Regions from separate parts of the Mus musculus genome. Here all the other regions are linked to region 2. The links are chromatin contacts, called in public HiChIP or PLAC-seq maps. All regions are on one chromosome and are shown on one strand. Each heading gives the region's core, a stretch centred on a gene start, on an enhancer-like site or on the middle of the called end of the contact. The rest is flanking DNA. Distances are from core to core; before and after follow the strand shown.

Region 1 (2,700 bases), core at 93-2,592, 530 kb before region 2:
ATCTGATAAATTGCTTGCAAGCCCTAGGTGAGCCCTTTGCCCATTCGCCTGCAGAAAGGGTGTGTGATGGCTGGACAGGACACAGCTGATGGTTAACGTTTGGAGCTGGCTGGCCTAGGCTGAAGCTGGCCAGTTGACTGCAGAGGGCATTTGGGCTATTACTTGGAAATGCCCACTGCACATGTAGTGGTAGAGGTTGTTTTGGGGGCTCCTTTTTTTCTCTCAGACCTGTAACCCCTCCCCCTGAAAAGACATGTTTTATTTTCTCTTTGCTGTTAGCTACTAAGGATTTTCTCTCTCAGTTTAGAAAGCTTTAGTCCTTGTCAGCTTAGTTCACAAAAAAAGGTCTGTATTTCTTGGAAGGCAATAAACAAACAAACAAAAAACTATTGTTTTTTTTCTTTAATTTTTTTCTTAGTTTATATTTATTGTATGTAATGATGGATAAGATTCAAGCACATAATTTTCTTTTAACATGTGTGTGCCTCTTCCCCCAACATTAGCTTCACTCTTTTTCCCAGATAGTCATACTTTTATTTTCTTATCATCTATGTGTTAACTCATATATAAAGGCATTTCTACACACACACACACACACACACACACACACCCCTAGATCCACATATGAGGGAAACTTGTCTGAGTAAGGTTTACTTATGTGTATACAATCCCACAATCTTTGTCTTTTCCCCATGTGTGTGACTTTATGTGTATATGTAAAGCAGGCTCCACACTAGGAGAAAAACATACTTTTTTTTTTTTTTAAAGTCCGAGTCTGGTTTATTTTACTTCCTATGATGAGGATTCTCAACCCAGTCCACTAGCGATGTGCTCCGCGTTGGCTTCTGCACACCGTTCCCCTGGCCCGCCGCTTCGGGAAAGCGTAAGCCGCAATGGCACTTTGATTTTCCTACGTCCCGGGGCAGCCCCGGGGTCCGCAGCTCCACCTGGCTCGGCGGCCGGGCGCACAAAGAGCGGCGCGGGCGGCGACGGGCCGGGACGCAGAAAGTAGTCCCGACCACGCCGGCCCCAGTGTCGGCCGACGTCGCCTCACGCCCTCCGCCGCCCGGGGAAAGAATCCCATCGGAATGCGCCTCGGGAAGACCTTATCCCCGCAGCGTGCGGGGGCTCGCGAGGCTCAACCCGCGGGGGCTCTCCGGGGAGTCGGCGCGCGCGGCGGTCGCGGCTCCCGGGGTCCGGCCGCGGCGCGCTGAGGACGGGGGTGGGGGGAGTCGGGCGCGCAGGGAGACGGCGGCGGCCCCGCGGCGGATCCCTGCGCCGCTGCGAGAGGAAGAGGCTGAATGAGGCGCCGCGCGGGGGACGTGGGGCGCCGCGGGAGGAGGCGGCGGCATGGGGGCAGGCGCTGGCGTCGCGCGAGCCCGGGCCGGAGCGGCGCGCTAGAGCCCTGACGTGCGCCCTTTTCTTTCTTCTCGCGGCCGCGGAAAGCATGAGCGTGCAGACCCGCCGCTGCGGCGGCCGCCCCGGCTCCTCGCCCGCGCGTCCCCTGGCCGCCGGGCGCCGGTGAGGGCCGCGAGCGCGCGCGGTGGTGGGGGGAAGATGGGGGCCGTGCTGAGGAGCCTCCTGGCCTGCAGCTTCTGCGTGCTGCTGAGAGGTGAGGCGAAGCGAGGCGAGGCCGGGGGAAAAGTTGCCGGGGTCCCGGGAGGGGGAGGGGAGGTGGCGGGGACAGCGGCGGGGACAGAGGCCTGGCGCTGGGGAGCCGCGCGAGGAAGGGGCCCGCGGTCGGGGGCCGCGCCCGGCCGCCGCGCACACCCCTGGCCGGCCCCGCGGCGCCGCCGGACAAAGCTGCGGGCCTCGGGGGGACCCCTGGCCCCCCGCACTCCATCGGAATGACTGACGGTGCCCGGCTCGCCTGCACTCGGGGCAGAAAGGGGCTTTTGTAGTTGCGCTTTCAGCACCATTGGTGTTGACCTCCCTCTCCCTCGAAGCCTGAGCTCACCTTTCCCGTGTCTCTTAGGTGAACTTTTTTCTTCTTCTTTAAACCCCACTATTTTTTTTTTCCTTCTCCCCTCTCTAGGCCTTGTTACAACTAATAATTGTCTTCCGCGGGGATAGAATGGTCCTGGGTGAGAGCACAGTTGGAAATTGACTCTAGGGTGATAGGTCGCGCTTTTCAGCATTCGGGATCATCTGAGCCCATAATAAAAACACAAACGTTGCCCTCGTAACCCCTGGTATTCAGGACTCGCCCCCTGTTTGCGGAGTGTGCAAGTGTACAGTTGGCACCAAGTAGGGAAGTCATCCTTGTGTGGCGAGGAGCCTATCCTGGGAACTAAATTATCATTTGCTGGGCACCCCTGGGAACTGCTTGGCACTTTAGTAAATAACAGAGAATGCCCTGGGTAATTTGCTATGGGAATCGCTTAAACGTAGTGGCTCTGTGGTGTTTTGAATTTGGACTGTGAGGCTGAGACGTACGTCCTGACTTTTTGTTGTGTGACAGTTTGCAATGGAAACCTTGTCGACTGGTCTTCAGTTGATGAGCGATGGGGGCTGGTGCCATGGAGAGTGTTGCCTGTGCAAGAATTGAGGTGCTGTTTGACGCCGTATCTTGTTGTTCGCTTTTGTTAACTTACCTGTGCCAGTTAATGGGACCTCTCTGGGATTCTTAGTTATTAATTTAACAAGCTCAACGTTTAAGTCCGTCAGAAGTATGGAAGTTTGCAAAGTAGGATAGTAACT
Region 2 (2,790 bases), core at 59-2,558:
TAGCGTAAAACAACTATTCAGCAACTTTATTCACCTTGGTTTAATTTTTTTTTTCATTGTGCAATGCCCAGGAAAAGCTGACACCAAGACTGTCTTAGGACTTGCAATCACAATCAGAAGAGAAGAGAGGGTAAAATTCTTGTGTGATAGAACGGGGGGGGGGGGGGGAGGAGGGGCGTAAAGAGAGAGAGAGAGAGAGAGAGAGAGAGAGAGAGAGAGAGCATCCTAGTGGAGCCCCTAGAACTTTTTCCCTAGAGACCACCCCTTGGGAACAAAAGTTACAATTCAGTCTCACGTTATGCGTAGGAATAAAGAGAAAGGGTTTTTCTTTTTCCTTTCTTATTTTTAAGCGCACTAATTACGGAGGTGCTCTACAGATCTGAAGACAACCCGGGTTCCTCCTACCAATTGAGAGCGGCATTACATTGTCAAAAAGAAAGGGAGTGGGGCTCTCTTTCTCTCTTGTCCTCTTGGGCTATTACCTTCCCCCTACCTTCCCTATTCCCTTCCCTCTCTCTCCACGTGTTCATGGCCTGCCTCTACTTCTCTACTCTCTCCCTCTCTCTGCTTTTTTCTGCCACAACTACCCTCTTGACTCCCCTCCCCTTGCCCTAAATAAACTCTATTCTATACTATTAAAAAAAGGAAAGAAAGAAAGGGAGTGGGGGGGGGAGGCAGGAGCCCAAGAGGATCTCGGCGGAGAGGGGTGCAGCAAGGTTACACTAAAGGGTACAGCGCGGCCGCGAGCTGCATCTCCTTTTCCCTCGCGCCCCAAATAATTCCCCGCCAGCCTAGCAACTGCACCAGCAGCCCCGGGGTAAGGGGGTTCCGATCGCCCAGCGGAGGAAGGAGGGGAATCCGATCGTTACCTTAATGCTAGACTGAGCAGGAGTCTCAGACATGTCTCACAGCGAAAGGGATCAGGAAGTTCTCAGTTTTTTTCCACTTTCCTTTCCTCTCCCCAACCCAGAAACGCTCGGCGGGGCAGCGGGATGCGGTCGTTTAAGAAGTTTCTTGCAGCATCGCTGGCGGCGGCCGCCCGAGGGGGAGGGGGGGCTCTTCTCAACGCGCGGATTGGGCGCGAGGTGCGGGGGCGTAGGAGCCGGCGAGCACGGCGTGGGGTGTGCGGGTCGCGGCGCGGCGACCCGGGCGCAGCAGGCCGGCCTGGCGTGTCTCCTCCCACCCGCGGCCGGCGCGCCCGCCCTCCCGCGGCGCTCGCTCGCTCGCTCTCTCGCTCCCTCGCTCCCTCCCTCCCTCTCTCTTTCTCGAATGTTTTCCTTCCTGGAAGAGAGAAACTGAAAGGCAGAACTGAGAAAGCTCTCTGCTCATTGATCTTGAGAGTTTCAGGGCAGAAACTGACGTGAATTCCCAGCACCCGGCTCTGCCTCTTAAAGGAGCCACCAGGAAATAAAAGCTCGGGTTACCGCGGGCCGCGGAGAAATCAAAAGGCGTGCGGGGGAGGGGCGCGGGATGCCCACTGGGCCGCCCCGAGGCGGAGGACGCCTTTGGGGAACCTTGCAGCGTGGCCCAAGGACCAGCAAGCCTGGTTCATCTCTCTCCCGACTCCCCTGGCTGCGCCTCAGGAGGACCTGGGCCACGCACAGTAGGGGCTTTTCTGTGCACTCCCAGAGGCGCAAATGCAGCCTGGGGACCGCAGTCTAGGAAGGGGCTTTCCGGGAAGGACGCGGCGCCGCAGGAGGAAGCGAGACAATGGCCTTTGTTCTGCGCGGCGACCGCGGCCGCTTTAAGAGAATCCACCAGGAAATGGGAGCTCGGGTTACAGGCTGCGCACGGGGAAGTGCAGGGCGCGACGCTGGAGACAAAGCCGCGCGGTCGCGCTCCGGCGCAGGGACGCGGCGAGCGGGGGTGCTCCCCGCGACGGGGGCGCCCCACGGCCTGACCTCCCGCCTTCCCCGATTCGAAATCCCCCGGCCATTTAAAGCCACAGCGGCCGCTACCAACCGACGTAGGTGACTGGACTACAAAGTTGACAGGGCGCGTTCCAGCAGATCTTAGCCCTCCCCTGGGCCGCTCCTCGGGCTCGGTCATTGGCGGAGGGGACAGCCCGGGGTCCTGCAGAGGAGGGGCTGCCAGAATCCTGGGGCTGAGGCGCTAGCCTTGAGCACCAGCGTTCCGATCACTCTATTTTTATTGCTATTTATAATCTCTTAAAATGCCCACCGCAGAAGATGGTGTTTAAATTCTAACCCTCTAGTCTATACAGGTTTAATATGTGGATATATAACGAAGAGCTTGATGCACTTCCATTTTGTGCTTTGACGGTAAAATAAACACAAATGTATGCGTGTATGAATGCATTATACTCATCTTCCCTGCTGAGGGTTTCCCAGACTCACCTCTGTATTCCCACCTCTGTAGTTTCTTGGGAAGGAGGCGTGGGGGTGGGAGGAAGCAGTATTGTTTTGAAGTAAAATCTCTCAATGTAACCCTGACTGTCCTGGAACTCTTTCAGGCTGGCCTGGAACTAGTTCTGCCTCTGATCTTTCTTATGTATTTATTTATTTCCTGCACACTTTTCAGCGTCGTAAAAACGTGCTCAGACTTTCATAAACAGAACTTCTGTTCATACATACTCATATTAGGACACTCTAAATGAAATTTTCCAAGAGTCAGGCTGGGAACGCACCCCGTTGCTGATAACAGTAATGTTCTTGGAGGGAACCTCCAAGGTACCACAACCCGTTTTGTCATCTAGTAGCCATATTCACCAAAAGAACTTAGTCTTGTTTATGCTAGGTCCCAACCGGACTGCATTTACCCATTCTTATC
Region 3 (2,784 bases), core at 171-2,670, 560 kb before region 2:
TGTGTGTGTGTGTGTGTGTGTGCACGTGTACAGGTGGCTGTAGAACTGTGGAGGCCAAAGAAGGACATCAGATTCTCTGGAGCCCCATTAAAGTGCTTTCTTTTATACGTTTGCTTGGTCATGGTCTCTCTTCACAGCAACAGAAAAGTAAGACAAACAGGGGAAGACAAAGAGATGGGAGATGGGTTCATCCAAACTAAGGATATATATATATATATATATATACCTTTTAGAAACATGCCACTTTGTAACCTAATCAAAAAATAGAGTTAAGAAAAATAAAAGGAGTTTGAACATAGGTTCCTTAAGTGGGTAGACCATGTTTCCCCAAGACGACAAGGTTTGATGAAGGATGCCATGTGTGGGCTCTCTTCCTGTGAGTTATTGCACAGGGAAACAGCATACTCCCTTTACTTATGGCTGCTCACCATAACTAGATGGTAGTACCAGACTGCTGAAGGCACTACATACTCCTTTGTGGGTCATAGAGAAAATCAAGCCAGAGCTGACCAGGGAACTTAATTCCTCCTGGTTAGCTAGCTTTCATAGCACCAAGGATGCTGTGCAGACCATGGGGGTGGGGGAGGGTGGGAGAAAAAGCCTCAGTAGTCTCACCTGCATACTACAATACCAGCCTGCCACCAAAGATGTAGCTGTTGGTGGGGCTAACAACTGTTTTCTCATTGGGTTTGCGGCCCATTCCACCGGAGGGAATTCATGCCTAGTACCATAGACCTGGTCCTTAGCCCATGGCTTCGGAGGTCCTAGACTCTGTGGGAGAACCCACAACCAGAGAGCTGAGCACTAAACAGGACACCTGTATCAACCCTACCAGTGCTTAAGCGACACAATGAGAGAAGAGGCAGGAAGAAGGTGGGAAGGAGTGTGGCAAAATGCTGACTTCTGGACACAACTGCTACACTCTTCAGCTCTCAACAGCTGTGGTCACCTACAGGAGACCAAGATAACACAGTTCATCAATATTCCAGTGGGCAGTGCTACCTGGACTCAGTGGGTTCCAGGAAGAGGAGGGGGGGGATGTGTTGAGTTGTGCCTGAGAGAGACTAGGAAGGGGGACTTGGGGGAGATCTTATCAAGATACATAATCAGTCCTTGTCTCCATCCATCCATCCATCTGTCCAATCAATCAAAACAGCTTGGGGAGGTTGCCTAGCTTGCACAGTTCCCTAGTTTCGATCTTCAATACCTCATGGCGGCTCACATCTGTAGTTCCCATACTCAGAAGACGGAGACAAATGAAAAACAAAACCCTTCTGTTTGCAAGTTACTTTGTGCCTGCCCTAGGGTCCACGGGTGAAAAGGTTTTTAGAGGAAGTAACTTGGAAGCAGAGGGCCAAGTCACGAGTGAGCCAGACGTTTGCTGCCTTGCCTCTTCGGTATACTGTCCTCTTGTCTTGGCTCTGTGCCCCAGGAAGCCACCCCTTTACACAGTGCATGGATGACTTCCTTCCTTTCCCCTCCGGCTTCCTGTACACTTTGGCTCACCGGACTTGCCAGGAGGAGAGCGGACAGAGGTCAGAGAACGTGAGCGAGCAGATTATTCTACTGGCTTCTGGTGGGCTGGTCGTCTGCGGCTTGGTGGTCTTCCTCCAGTGGCTACCTGACTCTATTCCTCTTTTGCTTGGGATCTAAGGTTCTGGGAACCCTTTAGTGCTTCAAGTAGACGTGAAGCAATCAGTAAAGCTCCCCTCAACCCCTGTGCCCTTACAGGGAAGTTAACACAGAGCCGAGTCTCTCCTCCCACAGTGTGAGTCCCGGGATCGAACCCAGGTTGTCAGTCTAGGTGGCAAGTACGGAATCTTTAACGGTGGATATCATTCCCACCTCTTTTTTTTTTTTTTTTTTTTTTTGGTTTTTCGGGACAGGGTTTCTCTGTATAGCCCTGGCTGTCCTGGAACTCACTCTGTAGACCAGGCTGGCCTCGAACTCAGAAACCCCAGAAACCTGCCTGCCTCTGCCTCTGCCTCCCAAGTGCTGGGATTAAAGGCGTGCGCCACCACTGCCGGGCTCTGATGCTTTTTATTTTTTATTTTTTTTAAAGATTTATTTATTATTATATTTCAGTACACTGTAGCTGTCTTCAGACACACGAGAAGAGGGTGTCAGATCTCGTTACAGATGGTTATGAGCCACCATGTGGTTGCTGGGATTTGAACTCAGGACCTTCTGAAGAGCAGTCAGTGCTCTTAACTGCTGAGCCATCTCCCCAGCCCTCTGATGCTTTTTAATATTCACAGAGCAGTGCTTAATCCGGTGTTGCTTTATTTTCTGTTATTGTTTTAGACGGGGTCTTCCTATGTAAACATTGGCCACGAACCCACGATCCTCCAGCGTTTGCTGCCCTAGTGCTGAGATTATCGTGTGCTCCACCACACCTAGCCCAATTAGCAGTTTAAAAAACGACAGTCCTGGCAGTTGAACTAAAGACCTCACACGTTGTAGGCAAGCACAAAAACTTAACCTGAGCCCTCTTAAAAAACAAAACAAAAAACATGGGTTTTTGTTTTGTTTGAAGCAGGGGCGCACGTAGCCCAGGCTGGATTAGAAACTGCTATGCAGCTGAGGATGCGTTTGAACTCTTGATGCCTGCCTCCACCTCCCAAGTGCAGGGAGTACTGCTGTAAAACCCATTTTTTTTCTTTCTTGATTTTGTTTCTTTGGTTTTGAGATAGTCTGTGCTGGGACAAGACTCCCCACAAGCCTTAGCCCACCGGGAATGGTGCCTCCCACAGCTAACCAGCTAACGTGGGTCTTCCTACCTCT

Evidence for each region. HiChIP or PLAC-seq counts read pairs in DNA pulled down with a chosen protein or histone mark.
Region 1: an H3K27ac HiChIP or PLAC-seq map of extraembryonic endoderm stem cells shows a contact between it and region 2. The contact joins the promoter of Lrp6 here to the promoter of Etv6 in region 2. A contact is called at or near these places in 14 of 39 promoter capture datasets (the 3T3-L1 cell line, 3T3-L1-derived adipocytes, the C10 cell line and 8 more), 13 of 484 Hi-C or Micro-C datasets (CD4 T cells, adipose-derived mesenchymal stem cells, cardiomyocytes and 8 more), 17 of 115 datasets of contacts at active chromatin or transcription factors (the SCID.adh cell line, astrocytes, bone marrow-derived dendritic cells and 12 more) and 2 of 9 other capture datasets (adipose tissue and liver).
Region 3: an H3K4me3 HiChIP or PLAC-seq map of bone marrow-derived macrophages shows a contact between it and region 2, with 2.9 times the contacts expected there. The contact joins the enhancer-like site here to the promoter of Etv6 in region 2. A contact is called at or near these places in 8 of 39 promoter capture datasets (the 3T3-L1 cell line, the HPC-7 cell line, cranial neural crest and 4 more), 1 of 484 Hi-C or Micro-C datasets (uterus) and 11 of 115 datasets of contacts at active chromatin or transcription factors (the 230-238 cell line, acute myeloid leukemia, astrocytes and 7 more).

Annotation. Positions count from the first base shown.
Region 1 is chr6:134,565,555-134,568,254 of GRCm38.p6, reverse strand. It overlaps Lrp6 (low density lipoprotein receptor-related protein 6), which reads left to right and starts at 1,342. Exons shown (of 23, transcript NM_008514.4): 1 at 1,342-1,612. The coding sequence starts at 1,558.
Region 2 is chr6:134,034,218-134,037,007 of GRCm38.p6, reverse strand. Etv6 (ets variant 6) reads right to left here and starts at 1,308. Exons shown (of 8, transcript NM_007961.4): 1 at 870-1,308. The coding sequence starts at 902. It overlaps Gm46977, which reads left to right and starts at 1,696. Exons shown (of 4, transcript XR_001785383.2): 1 at 1,696-1,966.
Region 3 is chr6:134,593,672-134,596,455 of GRCm38.p6, reverse strand. No RefSeq gene overlaps it. Among named protein-coding and RNA genes, the nearest start is that of Gm38910, 13 kb to the left of the region's middle. Within about 2 kb of position 1,420, at least 42 of the 459 cell types and tissues checked have an H3K27ac peak or open chromatin away from gene starts, as enhancers often do. A contact at or near this core is called in the HPC-7 cell line, acute myeloid leukemia and bone marrow-derived macrophages, where this site is marked.